Linked DNA regions of Podarcis muralis: region 2 is linked to region 1. Evidence: chromatin contacts called from public Hi-C data. All regions are on one chromosome and are shown on one strand. Each heading gives the region's core, a stretch centred on a gene start, on an enhancer-like site or on the middle of the called end of the contact. The rest is flanking DNA. Distances are from core to core; before and after follow the strand shown.

Region 1 (7,495 bases), core at 3,178-5,677:
CTACTGTACAATACCCATCACGGAGTCACAGAATTGTACAGTGGGAAGGGACCCCTAAGGTCATCCAGCCCAACCCCCTGAAATGCAGGAATCTCAACTAAAGCTCTGTGGCAGACAGGGCCGGATTTAGGTTTAATGAGGCCCTCAGCTCCTGAAGGTAATGTGGCCATTCATATGTCCAGCTGTGCTTTGTCAACAACAAATTGTTGCTGTTTCTTGCGTTGAATATATGCTATATGGTCGAGGACATTAATAGACAGGATATTAAACTGTTTTTATACGAAACAACAACGGCAAGAATAATGTTGGCCCAGAAATGGAAGCAAGAAGAAATACCGATGAAAGAAGGATGGCAGACGAAATTAATGGACTACGCAGAATTGGATAAAATGACAGGAAGGATTATTCGAAACCTGCGGGGCCAGAGATTCACAGACGATTGGAAGAAATTTACGAATTATTTGAAGAGCAACTGTAATCAACAAATTACGCTAGGACTACAAGAAGTTTTGTAAGGAGGAATATATGAAATATTGCAAAGAAGAGAAAGAAGAGACGTATTAGTTATGATATTTATGTAATAGTGAAAGCAAGAAATGTAAATTAAATGAGAAAGATTGGAAAATTTTCAGATGTGATTGATGGAAGTAAAAAAAATTGTATAAGATATAAAAGTATGTTTAGTAATTGTTGAAAATGATATGTTAAAAAAACAGTAATATTTAGATATAAATATATAGACATAGATATACAGTGGTACCTCAGGTTAAGTACTTAATTCGTTCCGGAGGTCCGTACTTAACCTGAAACTGTTCTTAACCTGAAGCACCACTTTAGCTAATGGGGCCTCCTGCTGCTGCCACGCCGCCGGAGCCCGATTTCTGTTCTCATCCTGAAGCACTATTTCTGGGTTAGCGGAGTGTGTAACCTGAAGCATATGTAACCTGAGGTACCACTGTACAGATATATAAAAGAATATGTGCTATATGGTAATTTATGGGCCAAATAGGTACCTAAAGCCATTTGCACATCACAAAATATGTATTTTATCAAACTAACTGTGGAACTGAAATACCACTATTAAACTGAAATGCAATTAAGAAAAAGTATATTAATACTGTAGTGAAATTTTGGGGGGGGCCCAACCTCTGCTTAAGAAACCTCCAAGGAAGGCTGCGGACAATGGGAGTTGTAGTCCAAAAGCCTGCCGGAAACCCAAATTTGGGGAACGCAGCATTAAACAAAGGTCAGTTTATAAGAAAAAAGAAAAAAAAGGCCCACTCACACGCCCAGGCCGAGATGCGTGGAGACCCTCCCGGCGGCGGCTTTTTCCGGGTCGAAGCCCAGCGCCAGAAGGTAGAGCCAGAGGTGCTCTTTCTCCCAGGCGGGAGGAGGCGGGAGCTGCTGCGCGCTCATGGCCGCGAGGCGAGCCGGGGGCTGACCCGTGTCTTCCTTTCCTCACGTGCAGGTATATCCTCCGCGTCAGCGTTCTGCTCTTCCTCAAGGGTTCCGCCTTCGCCAAGCCCTTCAGCTCCTCTCAGAGGCGCCCTTCTTCTTCAGCCTCAGCCGCTGCTGCTGCCGCCGCCTCGCCCACCACACGCGCCGCCATTGAGGCTCAAACCGCCAAAAAAGAAAACCGGGAGGGGCGGCGAGCCGCGCGCCAGCCAATCAAAAAGAAATATGCGCGGCTCCAGCCAATGGGGGAAAACCGACATCCGAGTTCCCAGCATGCACCGCTTGCCGGAGACATATACGGTACCCGACTCTCAACCGAGGCACGCTGGCGTAGAGCTACGAAAGGTTTAGAGGGGCTACTAATTAAGTGTCTGCCTGATGCGCGAGGCTCTTCCGCAGGCGGAAAGTGGAAACTGCTCCCTAGCAACGGAGGGGGAAAATCTCCCTCGGGCTTTCAATCAGTGCTGGATTTATGTATAAACTAAACAAGCTCTAGCTTAGGACCCCACTCTCTTGGGGACCCCCCCAAAAAAAATTAAGGGGGAAAAACCTGGATGTACAATTCCAAAATATAAGATGAAAAACAAATAAAATAAATCCTACATACAGCAACAGTGTTTTGTAAGTCATGGGCCCCGCCTGCTAGCCTGCTCCCTAAAATATCCCTGGTTTGCACCTTTCTATATATAGGGTGCCTACATTCTGTTATTTATAATTATTAGTAGTTTGCATCATATATTTACACCCATTATTATTTCATGTTATAGCAAGTTTCAAGAGACTACCGTAGATTATGTGTATAAATTGTGTTTCTAAAGGAACTTTGGTTCTTGCTAAATGCCAATGTGTTTGCATTATTAAGTTAGTTATGAATAAAAACCAATTTAAGTTAGAGATTAACAATTATTTCACTAGTAATATACTTCTTCTTAATTGTATTTCACTATTAATATACTTCTTAATTGTATTTCAGCTCAACACTTACTTTGATAAAATACATACTTTGTTATGTGCAAATGGCTTTAGATGCCTATGAGGTCCATAAATGACCATGTAGCATATACAGTGGTACCTCAGGTTAAGTACTTAATTCGTTCCGGAGGTCCGTTCTTAACCTGAAACTGTTCTTAACCTGAAGCACCACTTTAGCATGTGGGGCCTCCTGCTGCCACCATGCCGCCGGAGCACGATTTCTGTTCTCATCCTGAAGCAAAGTTCTTAACCTGAAGCACTATTTCTGGGTTAGCGGAGTCTGTAACCTGAAGCGTATGTAACCCGAGGTACCACTGTATTCAACACAAAAAACAGCGGCAATTTGTTGTGGACAAAGGACAGCTGGACATAGAAAGGGCCCCATTACCTTCAGTAGCTGAGGGCCTCATCCAACCTAAATCCGGCCCTGCTTTCAATGTAACTGAATCCTGCTCTGTGGCTTCTTGCATGGTCCTGGCTTCATCCTTGCAGGGACTGCGTGGCCAGCACAGGAGCATAGCTGTCAACTTTCAGATTTGAAAAGAAGGGATCAGCAGCCTCACCTGTCCCAGGGACAGTCTACGGCAGGGGTCTGCAACCTGCGGCTCCGGAGCCGCATGTGGCTCTTTTACATCTTTGCCGCGGCTCCAGGGCGGATACTAGTGAGGGGAGGAGGCGCATTGTGCGCCCCGACACTCCTCACTGTGGCGGGCGCTGTACTGGCTGTGACGTCGCATGGGGGCGGTGCGTGCGTTAGTCACGCACCGTCCTGACATCACCTTCCCGCCCGCTGTCAGATCGCGGCTCCGGAGATATATTTGTTTTAAATGTCGCAATGGTTTTGCGGCTCCCAGTTGTTGTTTTTTCTTCGGAAACGGGTCCAAGTGGCTCTTTTTGTCTTAAAGGTTGCAGACCCCTGGTCTACGGGATATCTAACAATCCGGGATAGCAGTGGGAAGCAGTGGGAAACGGTGCTGGAATAAGGGAATTTCTCGCAAAAAAAAGGGAAGGTTGACAGCTATGCACAGGAGCCTAACTCCTAGGGGCTGAGTCCCCTCCCACCCTACCCCTGCAATATTCTGTTCCAGTTGCAAGGATGTTTTAAGCCACAGCCTGCAGTGTAGAGTTGCCGGATCCTGCAGCTGGAAGAGAGCCCACGGGCCATCTAGTCCCACCCACTGCAAGGCAGGAATCTCAGCTCAGGGCATCCACGAGGATCATGAGATATAGCATGAGAATATCAAGGTGGGTTTGGAAACAACAGCAAGTACCAACGGTAGAAGAATGGCGACAGAAGGTAATGGAATATGCAGAAATAGCTAGATTAACGGGGGAAATTTGACAACAGGGTGATGAAACATTTCAAAAAGAATGGGAAAAATTTATGTCATACATAGGAAGGATAAGGCGGAATTGTGAAACCCGTAGAACTGAAATAAACCTCATAATGTGAAATACAAAGACAATTTCTGGGTAAGAAAAATAACAAAAAGTAAAATGTACACTGTGATCAGTGTAACCAATGGTAATTGTAATTGAATATAGGCAGACAATAAGAACTGTATATACAGGAGGATTTGACAACAGACACTCGAAGGACAAATACGAAATAAGAACAATAATATGCAAAAGAGATGAAGACAATGCGAAAAAGTTAGATGGGATATAAAAGGTCAGAAGAGGGAAGGAGGGAAGTCGGCTCTGGGAAGCAGGTGTAAATGTGTAATGTAATACAACATGTGTATGTGGAGTGTGCAAATCAAAACCAATAAAGAATATTATGGGGGGGGGGAGAGAATAACAAGGTGGGGTTTTTTTTAGACGCTGACCGCTGAAGAGACACTTGGACTACTAATACTTTTCGCAGGCGCCGCCGCAGAATACCCGCTTCCTTGGGCGGCGCCTTTGGAACTCCCTGCCAGTGGAGACCCAGCTGGCTAAGCCTCCGCTAAGCTGAAACTCCAGCTCATCCCGAAAGCTGGACGCTGCGTGTCACTCTACCATTTTCTTAGTCAGGGGTGGTCGGGGAAGCGAAGGCGGGGCTTGTTTCCTGGCCCCGCCTCGTTAAGGCGGCGCGCGTGACAATGAAGTCGGGAGCAGGTGAGCGGGGAAGAAAGAGCCCCTGAAACGGGGAGAGGAAGAGTCCATCTGGACAGCCAATGGGGGGAGGGGCGGGAGAGTCCATTCGTCCAACCAAAGGGGGGAGGTAAAGTCCATCTGGGCAGCCAGAGGGGGAGGCGCGGGAGAGTCCATTCGTCCAACCAAAGGGGGCGGAAAAGTCCATCTGGGCAACCAAAGGGGGAGGGTGGTAGAGTCCATTTGTCCAACGAAAGAGAAGCGGGAGAGTCCATTTGTACAGCCAAAGGGGGAGTGGCAGATTCTTACCTCTAGAGCCAAAAGAGGTTTGGGAGAGTCCATCTAGACAGCCAAAGGGGGGCGGGAGAGTCCATTTGAACAGCCAAAGGGGGAGCTGCAGAGTCTTATCTGTAGATCCAAAGGCGGTTTGGGAGAGCCCACGTGAACATCCAAAGGGGGGTGGGGGTGGGAGAATCCATCTGGACAGCCAAAGGGGGAGCAGCAGAGTCTTATCTGTAGAGCCAAAGGAGGTTTGGGAGAGTCTACCTGGACAGCCAAAGGGGGGGGGGCAGCAGAGTCCATCTGGGCAGCTAAAGGGGGTGGTGTGAGAGAAACAGGGAGCAGTCCACCGGCAAGGAGGATGTGGGTGAATGGGGACTGTGTCCATCGCCAGGTGCTTGGAGCTGTCTATTTTTATGCTTTCACTTAGGGACTCCACCCACCTGCTGGAGGTGAGCCGAAAGCAGCAACCGCAATGCTACCTGTAAGATTCCCCTTCGCGGATTCCCTAGTCCAGGCACCCTGCAAGACAGCTTGCACTACAGCTTCTTCCATCAGTTGCTGGCGCTGATGGGAGTTGTAGTCCGAAAAGTGAACCATGGAACAAAATTTCGTCCAACGTTTCTCCAATGAAAAGAGGGATGTCCTGTTCCGTAATCAATACTTTTATTACTTATACCTCGTCCATCCGACTGAGCTGCCCCAGCCACTCTGGGCGGCTTCTAACATATATAAAAACATAATAAAACACTGAACATTTTAAAAACTTGGGGTGCTTCCAGATGACTGAATAGCTCCATGCCCTCCAGTATTTCCCTGAGGAAAATAGGGATGTCCTACAGTTTTGCAGGGGACGCAGGTGGCGCTGTGGGTTAAACCACAGAGCCTAGGACTTGCTGATCAGAAGGCTGGCGGTTCGAATCCCCATGACGGGGTGAGCTCCCCTTGCTCAGTCCCTGCTCCTGCCAACCTAGCAGTTCGAAAGCACCTCAAAGTGCAAGTAGATAAATAGGTACAGCTCCGGCGGGAAGGTAAACGGCGTTTCCGTGCGCTGCTCTGGTTCGCCAGAAGCGGCTTAGTCAAGCTGGCCACATGACCCGGAAGCTGTACGCCGGCTCCCTTGGCCAATAAAGCGAGATGAGCGCCGCAACCCCAGAATCGGCCACGACTGGACCTAATGGTCAGGGGTCCCTTTACCTTAATACAGTTTTGCAGGACATTCCAGGGTCAGAAAGCGGGGCGGCTTCTGTAAATCTGGGACTGTCCCTGGAAAACCAATCCAAACCAAGTGTAGTTGTTCCAATAAGGGGGTCACGTGTACCCAATAGGTGGCCCCAATTCACACCATCTTTGCGTATAGCATACCTGCTACTCAACATTTTCACAAGCATTTTACAAAGTATGTTGCTATTGCATCCTGCAATCTGAATACTAATGTACAATTGTATTAGTAGTGAGCCTTTTATGTTCACGTGTTCATTTATATTTTTTTCGGTAGCTCATCCCATAACTACGTTGTAGCCAATTAAGGCGGAAACTAGAAAGATGGCATCAAATCCTCCTGGGCAAGGTAAATGGTAATCTTTGCCTCTATGTGCATGGTTATGTTATAATAAAATTTTACAATAAAAACAACACGGCACCAGCCCTTTCAGTACAAACTCTAATACAGTGGTACCTTGGCTCTCAAACGCCTTGGCTCCCAAACAAATCATCTCCTGAACGATCAAAACCCGGAAGTGAGTCTTCCGGTTTTCGAACGATTTCCAAAAGTCCAACATCCAGCACAACTTCCGATTGGCTGCAGGACACTCCTGTAGTCAATCGGAAGCCACACCTTGGTTTTTGAACTGTTCCAGGAGTCAAACAGACTCCTGGAACGCATTCTGTTTGAGAACCAAGGTACCACTGTACTCTTTATCATTCACTTTGGAGAGCTTGAAGTAGTGCATAGACTTTTTCATTCTTCTCACTCCTGCCAGGGTTTCAGAATAAAAACAGGGTTGCGATTTTGGCAGAGCTAGATAAGGAGAAGAGGAAGCTGCTGATGCAAAACCAGTCTTCCACAAATCACCCTGGAGCCAGGTACAGTAAGTTTAGAGACCTGCCTTTTTGTTTCAGTTGTGTTCTCTGATCAAAGAGGAAAGCCAAGGGACACTTTCTTTTGTGTGCCAAGGCCCCGTGCCCTGTAGTTCCCCATTGATTAATAAACACACCAACACGAGTGTTTGGGGTTATGGGCTAAAACAGGCCACAACTTTATTGGCTTGGACGTTGGGTGAAACCAGGCTACAGTGGTACCTCGGGTTACATACGCTTCAGGTTACAGACTCCGCTAACCCAGAAATATTACCTCAGGTTAAGAACTTTGCTTCAGGATGAGAACAGAAATCGTGCTCCGGCAGCGCGGCAGCAGCGGGAGGCCCCATTAGCTAAAGTGGTGCTTCAGGTTAAGAACAGTTTCAGGTTAAGTATGGACCTCTGGAACGAATTAAATACTTAACCCGAGGTACCACTGTATAACTTTACACCCGCCCACCTGCAGGGAGTCTAAAGGTAAAGGGACCCCTGACTGTTAGGTCCAGTCTTGCCCGACTCTGGGGTTGTGGCGCTCATCTCGCTTTACTGACCGAGGGAGCCGGCGTACAGCTTCCAGGTCGTGTGGCCAGCATGACTAAGCCGCTTCTGGCGAACCAGAGTAGCGCACGGAAAC
Region 2 (7,495 bases), core at 3,412-5,911, 150 kb after region 1:
CATTCAGACCCAAGATCTGAGAACAGCCAATACTCAGCTAAAAGCTGAGTATTTCCTAAAACCCCAACATCTAATAGTGTAATCAGAGATTCAAAGTTAGTTCTGAAACACTTATGACACCTTGAATTCTGCTCAGAGGGTAATCAAGCCTGAAAATTTATTCCTGGCGCTTGTTCGGAAAGGCTGCTGCACCGATTACAGCTGCTAAACAGCTACCAAGAGCAATTTCAGAAAAAAGTATTATTGGTGGCATCCTTAAAGTTAGGCACAGATTAATCAGGCAATGAAGGCACATTTAAAACCTAGAAAGAGCTGGGGATAAATGTTGCTTGTCCCAACCTAGGAGCTCTAGACCTTGCTCCAGAACAAGTGCAAAAGTGAGCTTCTTGGACACACTTTGCCATCAAAGCTATAAATCTGTTGGAAATGTAATACGCCAGACCCCTAGCAGTTCACAGTCCAGAGCAAAATTATCTACCTCTTTCCCCTTTGCTATCTTCACTATGGTAGAATCTACCCACATCTAAAAGCTGTTCAAAAATGTTTTTTTTTTAATTTTCCAAAAGGCTCGCCATCACCATCACGTGTCACTTAAAACATTTTATTTGTAGCTGTACAGCTGAGCCCTATGTTAAAAAATTTAGATTGTATGCTCCTCAGGCAAGGACCTGTAAAATGCCACACTTGTCCTACATAAAACAACAACAGTAAAAATTCCTAGATAAACCCAGGATAGACCCTTAAAGGGCAGGGCACAGTACAGGCAGCCCCGTTTATGTGTATGACCATGTATACATGCTGAATCTGGAAATGACTCAGAAACATCATAAAGACTTCACTAAAAGGCAGGAACGCGGTGTTTGCAGGCTTTTTCGATGGGTTTCAATTATATGTGATTTCACCGATGCACACAGTGCCTCAGAATGTAACCCCTGCATAAATTCCTGCTGGTAGGGCAGGAGTTTTTGAGCCTGCAATGTACAGCCCTACTTGCTGGTCATGGGTTAAACCACAGAGCCTAGGACTTGCCGATCAGAAGGTCGGCAGTTCAAATCCCCGCAATGGGGTGAGCTCCCATTGCTCGGTCCCAGTTCCTGCCAACCTAGCAGTTCGAAAGCACGTCAAAGTGCAAGTAGATAAATAGGTACTGCTCCGGCGGGAAGGTAAACGGCGTTTCCGTGTGTTGCTCTGGTTCGCCAGAAGCGGCTTTGTCATGCTGGCCACGTGACCCGGAAGCTGTATGCCGGCTCCCTCGGCCAATAAAGCGAGATGAGCACCGCAACCCCAGAGTCGGTCACGACTGGACCTAATGGTCAGGGGTCCCTTTGCCTTACTATGTGTGTGTGTGGGGGGGGGAACCCTTACCTTTCTTTACAATGACCAAATTCAAGACGCTTAAATTAGCATCAACAATGCAACCCCGAACAGATTTGCGCTTCCTTTCTCCAGTCCTTCTAGGGCGGTAACATGAGTGGCCCTTGCTGAGAAGCAGGCGGACACGTCCGTGAGTCAGGACCCCCTGCTTCATGGGGAAGCCTTGCTTGTCATTGCCACCGCTGATGCGGACAACGTATCCCTGAAACAAAGACGAGGAGCTTAGACCTTTCTCTCAAGGGGGAACAATTTAAGAGTGTAAGTTCAATTTCTCATTCTTTTCTCCGTATACAGGTAACAGATGCCGCTAAATATAAACTCAATTGCACTGGCAGAAAGAACATTGCCTTTCTTCATTTTGAGCATCAACAACCAGACCTGCTGAGATTGCCTGGTTTGACCAATATTGAAACCATGTTCCAGAACTTCTACAATATTACCATATTATGCCTATTGATCATGCTTGCTTAGCAATATTGTGGAATCTGTCTTGAATGTAGAAGAAATGCCAAGTCCAGCGATTTAAAGCAAATTCACTTTATTTATGATGCGCAGTCTACTGATTTCACATGGAATGTCTTACCTATAAGGGCCAACATGTGACAATCTCCCAGTGCATCATGTCCTGCCCAGGCATTTAATCAGATCACTTAATTCCATTTCTAACCAATTCTAATACATGAACATGAAGCCCACAAATACAAGGGTGTTAACAAAACAGACACTGTTTTGATCTGTTTGATTTCCACTAAAATTGAATCCCACTAACATAACCTCTCAACTTTTGGGGCAAATGGGTATACACATGCTCCCCACAGATGCTTCAATACTAAGATTGCTATGCATAAAGGAAAATTGCTGTTGGATTCCCTGCTCTGCAGAAATCAATTAAGTTAGCACACTTGAGCAGAAGTGAATTTACTCCCAAAGTCACAGACTCATTAAGTGCATTTACTGGCAATTTTCATGCTGTATCACACCACCACACCTCTCCCATAGCCACTTTCCCTGGCAGCGTTCTGAACTCCAACCCACCATCGCTTTGCTAACTTAAGTATTTTCCAGACTCCCTGCCAACTCACCATCAACACACAGGTAAGAATGCACTTTTTTGCATGCAGCTGCGCACAAGGAGTTTGCTACTACATGCAGAGATCTGTGGACAGGAGTAGCAATGCCACCACTAAACTCTGAGCTCACTCTTTCTCAGACTGATGGGTAAACACAGATGCAGTCACAACCATGCACCCAAATCCATCTGGGCAAGGCCCATGCCTTCAGTGGTAGTAGTAGCTTTGCATTCATTCAAAGGCTCCCAGGTTCAATCCCTGAGATCTGCAGGTAGCATAGGAACAATTCATCCCCAAATACTGAAACAACCCCTCAGGAATAATTAGATGGGCCCAATGTGTAACTCAGTAACTCCCAGAGTTCTCATTCAATATGAATCCATGAGGGCCTCTGGACAAGACACCAGACAATAAGGTTGTCACCTGTCCTGTATAACACAGGCTACATCCTGTATTGATAGTTTTGTCCTGTATTTCAGGTCCCCTCTCTCTGCCAAATTAGGGATCCTCTCCAATTGCATGTGTTTGAAAGGTTGTGTATTTCAGCTCTGGGTAGCCCAGCACACTTTTACAAATTCATGTGTATGTCTTTGGGCAACAGATTCCAGAGGGCCCATCCTATTAGGCTGCAATAGATTGCAATGGATTGATCGGAAGTCACTTCAGCACATGTTTTTTTTAAAAAAAAAATCACCCTCCCAACTCCCACCCTGTCCTGTATTTTGCCAGAACAAAGGTGGCAACCTTACCAACCACCCACTCAAATGGAAATGCTCCAACCATTGCGACTTTTCCTGGTGGGGGAGTTATTCCAGCCCCCTGACCCTTTTGAATGCCCCTTTCTTTACCGACTGGCCCTAGCCGCCGCCTGGATTAGAAATGCCAAGAGCTTTTGTCTACACTGCCTTGAAGAAGAACCTAAGAGCAGCCTTCCTGGCTCACCGGCGGCCCAGGGGAACGTGCAGACCCCGAGCACAGCAGCACACAGAACCTGGCATTTGGCAAGAACCAAAGTGGCAACCCACAGACTCTAAATTTTCTCACCACCGCTGCTTTCTCAGCCCCATTTTGCACACATGCAACAAGCCTTATGAAGCCAGCCTCACCTTCCACTCCTCGCCAAGAGCATCCGCGGAGACTTCCGTGGTCATGCGCTTCTCGTAGAAGGTGCGCAGCTTGCGCTCATCGTCCACTTCGATGAGTTTCTGGCAGCCGGTGGCTGGGAAGGAGATGTTCAGCTGCAGGGGGGAGAGAAGCCACACTCGGGTCTGCAAAGGGGCTTAAAGGGTTCCCCAGGGCGGCATTGAGCCCCGTCGTCCTCCACAAGGACTAGAAACGCTGCCTCCTTTACCAGTGGCGGCCAAACTTGGCCCTCCAGCTGTTTTGAGACTACAATTCCCATCATCCCTGACCACTGGTCCTGTTAGTTAGGGATGATGGGAAATGTAGTCCCAAAACTGCAGGAGGGCCAAGCTTGGCCACCACTGCTCTAGATCAGGCATGGCCAAGCTTGGCCCTTCAGCTGTTTTTGGACTACAACTCCCATCACCCCTAGCTAGCAAGGCACAGAGCTCAGGGATGATGGGAATTGTAGTCCAACATCTGGGGACCCACAGGTTGAGAACCACTGCTCCACGAGCACGAGAAACGCTGCTTCCTTTACCAGTGGCGGCCAAACTTGGCACTCCAGCTGTTTTGGGACTACAACTCCCATCATCCCTACCTAACAGGACCAGTGGTCAGGGATGGTGGGAATTGTAGTCCCAAAACTGCTGGAGGGCTAAGTTTGGCCGCCACTGCTAAGCGCTCAAGACGCACGGGGTAGGGGGTCTGAAAGGTTAACAGGCGCTGCGGAATTCCCGCGAGACGACACACCGCGCGAGAGCTCCTCTCCGGAGCGGGGAAAGGAGGCCGGGGCCGCCGCGCCGCTTCCCCGCATCGGCCTCCATCCGCCGCCGGGGCCGCGCTCCCTCGTCCGCCGCCTGCCCCGCCGCCTCCCCCCGGGGCCCCTCGATCTGCCGGGGCCTCTATTTTCCGGGGGCGGAGGCGGTTTGCGCCCCCTCCGCGCCCCGCAACACCTACCTTCATGGCGCCGGCACAGCTCGCCTCGGGTCCGCCACGGGAAAGAGGACGCGCTTCCGCTGGACCGGAAGTCAAAGAGGCTCCCGCGCGTGATCTCGCGAGAGTTTATAAGGGCCCGCCCCGTCAGGGCTCAGCGGGGGCTCCTGGGCGAGTCGATAGAGATAGGAAAAAGTGTAGAGTGGGCAGCTGCCGTGGTCTTGCGAATAAAACTCTTTCATTCAGAGGAAGGAATGGAGAAATAGAGGAATTTTGGACTGCTGCATATTCTGAATGGGAATTGATGGGAACCACAGCATTCCCTCCAACGCTTCTCTGATGAAAATAGGGATGCCCTATTCCATAATAATAATAATAAATGTAACCCCTCATCTGACTGCATTGCCCCAGCCACTCTGATTGGCTTCCAACATATATATAAAAACATATTTTAAAAATTCCTTCTACAGGTCTGCCTTCAGATGTCTTCTAAAGGTTGTATAGTTACTTATCTCCCTGGTTCATGGGTTGCATAACTCCATATCCTGCAACATTTCTCCGATGAAATTAGGGACATCCTATTCCATCATCATCACATTTGTACTCCCCTCCCCAACTGACTGCATTGTCCCAGCCACCCTGGGTGGCTTCCAACATATATAAAAATATAATAAAACATTTAAAAACTTCCCTATACAGGGCTGCCTTCAAGATGTATTCTAAACATTGCATAGTTACTTATTTTCTAAACTTGGGGGTGACACAACTCCATATCCTCCAACATTTCTCTGATGAAATTAGGGACGTCCTAAGGAAAAGCGGGTGGCGCTGTGGGTTAAACCACAGAGCCTAGGACTTGCCGATCAGAAGGTTGGCGGTTCGAATCCCGGCGACGGGGTGAGCTCCCGTTGCTCGGTCCCTGCTCCTGCCAACCTAGCAGTTCGAAAGCACGTCAAAGTGCAAGTAGATAAATAGGTACCGCTCCAGCGGGAAGGTAAACGGCGTTTCCATGTGCTGCTCTGGTTTGCCAGAAGCGGCTTAGTCATGGTGGCCACATGACCCAGAAGCTGTACGCCGGCTCCCTTGGCCAATAAAGCGAGATGAGCGCTGCAACTCCAGAGTTAGTCACGACTAGACCTGATGGTCAGGGGTCCCTTTACCTTTACCTTTAAGGAAAAGCGGGACATTCAGTGATCAATTCAGAAACCAGGACGGCTTCTGTAAATCTGGGACTGTCCCTGGAAAATAGGGACACTTGAAGGGTCAGAGTCTGCCAGCAGGTTCCCCTGGCCGCTGTGAGAAGAGAGTGCCGGAAGGTTGTTCTTAGATTCTTCTTGGGCTTCTTCAAGGCACCGTAGACAAAAGCTCTTGGCATTTCTAATCCAGGCGGTGGTTAAGACCAGTTGGTAAATAAAGGGGCATTCAAAAGGGTCAGGGGGCTGGAATAACCAAGAAAAGTCACAATGGTCGGACCTTTTCCATTTGAGTGGGTGCACGGGCGTAGTAGCCAGAGGGGGCAGGGAGCTTAATAAAAATTATTTAAAAAAAAAAACAAAACAGAGGGGGCAGGGAGAGGCAGCCGCCCCCCCAATCAATAAAAAATTAAAAAATGCATAGCTAGCTGACTTTCTCCCCCCCCCCCCAAACAAAAATCTTAGCTACACCCATGAGTGGGTGGGAATCTGGGGTTGGGGTATATAAAATTATGCAGGAAGCTGAGAAAGTGAACTTTCCCTCCCTCTCTCAAGCTACAGGACAGGCAAAACTGCAGTTTGCTACCCACTGGGTACAAATACATACTTTGGCGTTTGGAAAACGTGTTCTTCTGATTTTTCCCTGCCCCCTCCACCCCCCACATTTTGGTTTGGAAACAGCTATAGGGCCAACTATCCTGCCTCTAACCATAATAGAGTAATAGTTACAGCTGTGTTGCCAAAGCTACCCAAGACAGACGAACCATTTGAGTTGATATAGACTGGGTGGTGGAATCATCGATTATAATAATCTCTGAACCCCAAGCTAACAAGTTGTTCATTGCCATGTTACTGAAAACCAGTAACAATTAAAAAAAAAATTATGTGTCTAAGACTACAGAATATAACCTAACGGTGCCTAAGTATCCGCTTTCTTGCTTTCGGTACATGGGCTAACACTTTGCTAGGATATGAGAAATTCTTCCAGCTAGACAGAAATGACACAGTGAAACTATTAAATCATATTCATTACATTTCTATTCCGTCCTTCCATCCCTTTTGTTTGCCCAATGAGAAAATAAACATTTAAAAACATTAAGAATATCTAAAAACATTTGAGGACAGTTACATACTCTCATAGGTGCCAGGGACAAGTGTTCTTTGAAAATACCTGGTTGAATTTATACAGGTCGGTAGATTTTATGCATAAGCACCAGCCCTTTTTGAGGTGGCGAAGAAATGCACATTTCAAAGATGCTGTTTTGAAAAGGCTTTCTAGTCAATTTACCCTGCAGAAATGGACTGTCCTGCTGGCTTATCTCCCTTGCCCAATGGCAGAGCCTGTGGTTTGCATTCAAAGGTCCCAGGGTCAAATGCTGGCAACTCCTGATAAGGCTGGGAAATACTCCCGGAGGGCTGCTGCCGGTTGTCATGTTGACAATGCTGAGCTAGATTGATGCCAGTGGTCCGCTTCCGTATAAGGCACCTTTTTCCTGTCTTCCTGAAAGGAGCTTTTGAGGTCCATAATTGGCTCTTAACAATTGCAACGCTAGCAGAATGCTTTTCAGCACTAATGCATGGGAAGGTGTTTGGAGCATTGCTGAGTTGGTTGGCATCAGTGTTAGAAACTCAGGTATATAAACTAGGCGCCAAAAGGCTCCTTAAACCAAGGTTACAGCTACCATAACAGGATGCCTAGTTGCCATTTTTGGGCAAGATGTCCCTAAAGTCTTATTTTTCATATGGTGGGTTGATTGCAATTGATTAACAGTTAAGCATCTGGTGAGTTCAGATGACAAC

Evidence for each region. Hi-C and Micro-C count contacts between places; a contact is called where the count stands out from the background.
Region 2: a Hi-C map of tail shows a contact between it and region 1, with 4 times the contacts expected there. The contact joins the promoter of RPS6 here to the promoter of LOC114587408 in region 1. A contact is called at or near these places in 2 of 3 Hi-C or Micro-C datasets (blood and tail).

Annotation. Positions count from the first base shown.
Region 1 is chr17:27,212,226-27,219,720 of rPodMur119.hap1.1, forward strand. It overlaps LOC114587408 (SOSS complex subunit C-like), which reads left to right and starts at 4,428. Exons shown (of 6, transcript XM_028711605.2): 1 at 4,428-4,527; 2 at 5,213-5,266; 3 at 6,281-6,352; 4 at 6,765-6,867. The coding sequence starts at 6,328. All of the region lies in intron 30 of ADAMTSL1 (ADAMTS like 1), which reads left to right. It overlaps HAUS6 (HAUS augmin like complex subunit 6), which reads right to left and starts at 4,930. Exons shown (of 17, transcript XM_028711599.2): 1 at 4,813-4,930.
Region 2 is chr17:27,366,532-27,374,026 of rPodMur119.hap1.1, forward strand. It overlaps RPS6 (ribosomal protein S6), which reads right to left and starts at 4,662. Exons shown (of 6, transcript XM_028712949.2): 1 at 4,527-4,662; 2 at 3,551-3,682; 3 at 1,366-1,576. The coding sequence starts at 4,532. All of the region lies in intron 30 of ADAMTSL1 (ADAMTS like 1), which reads left to right.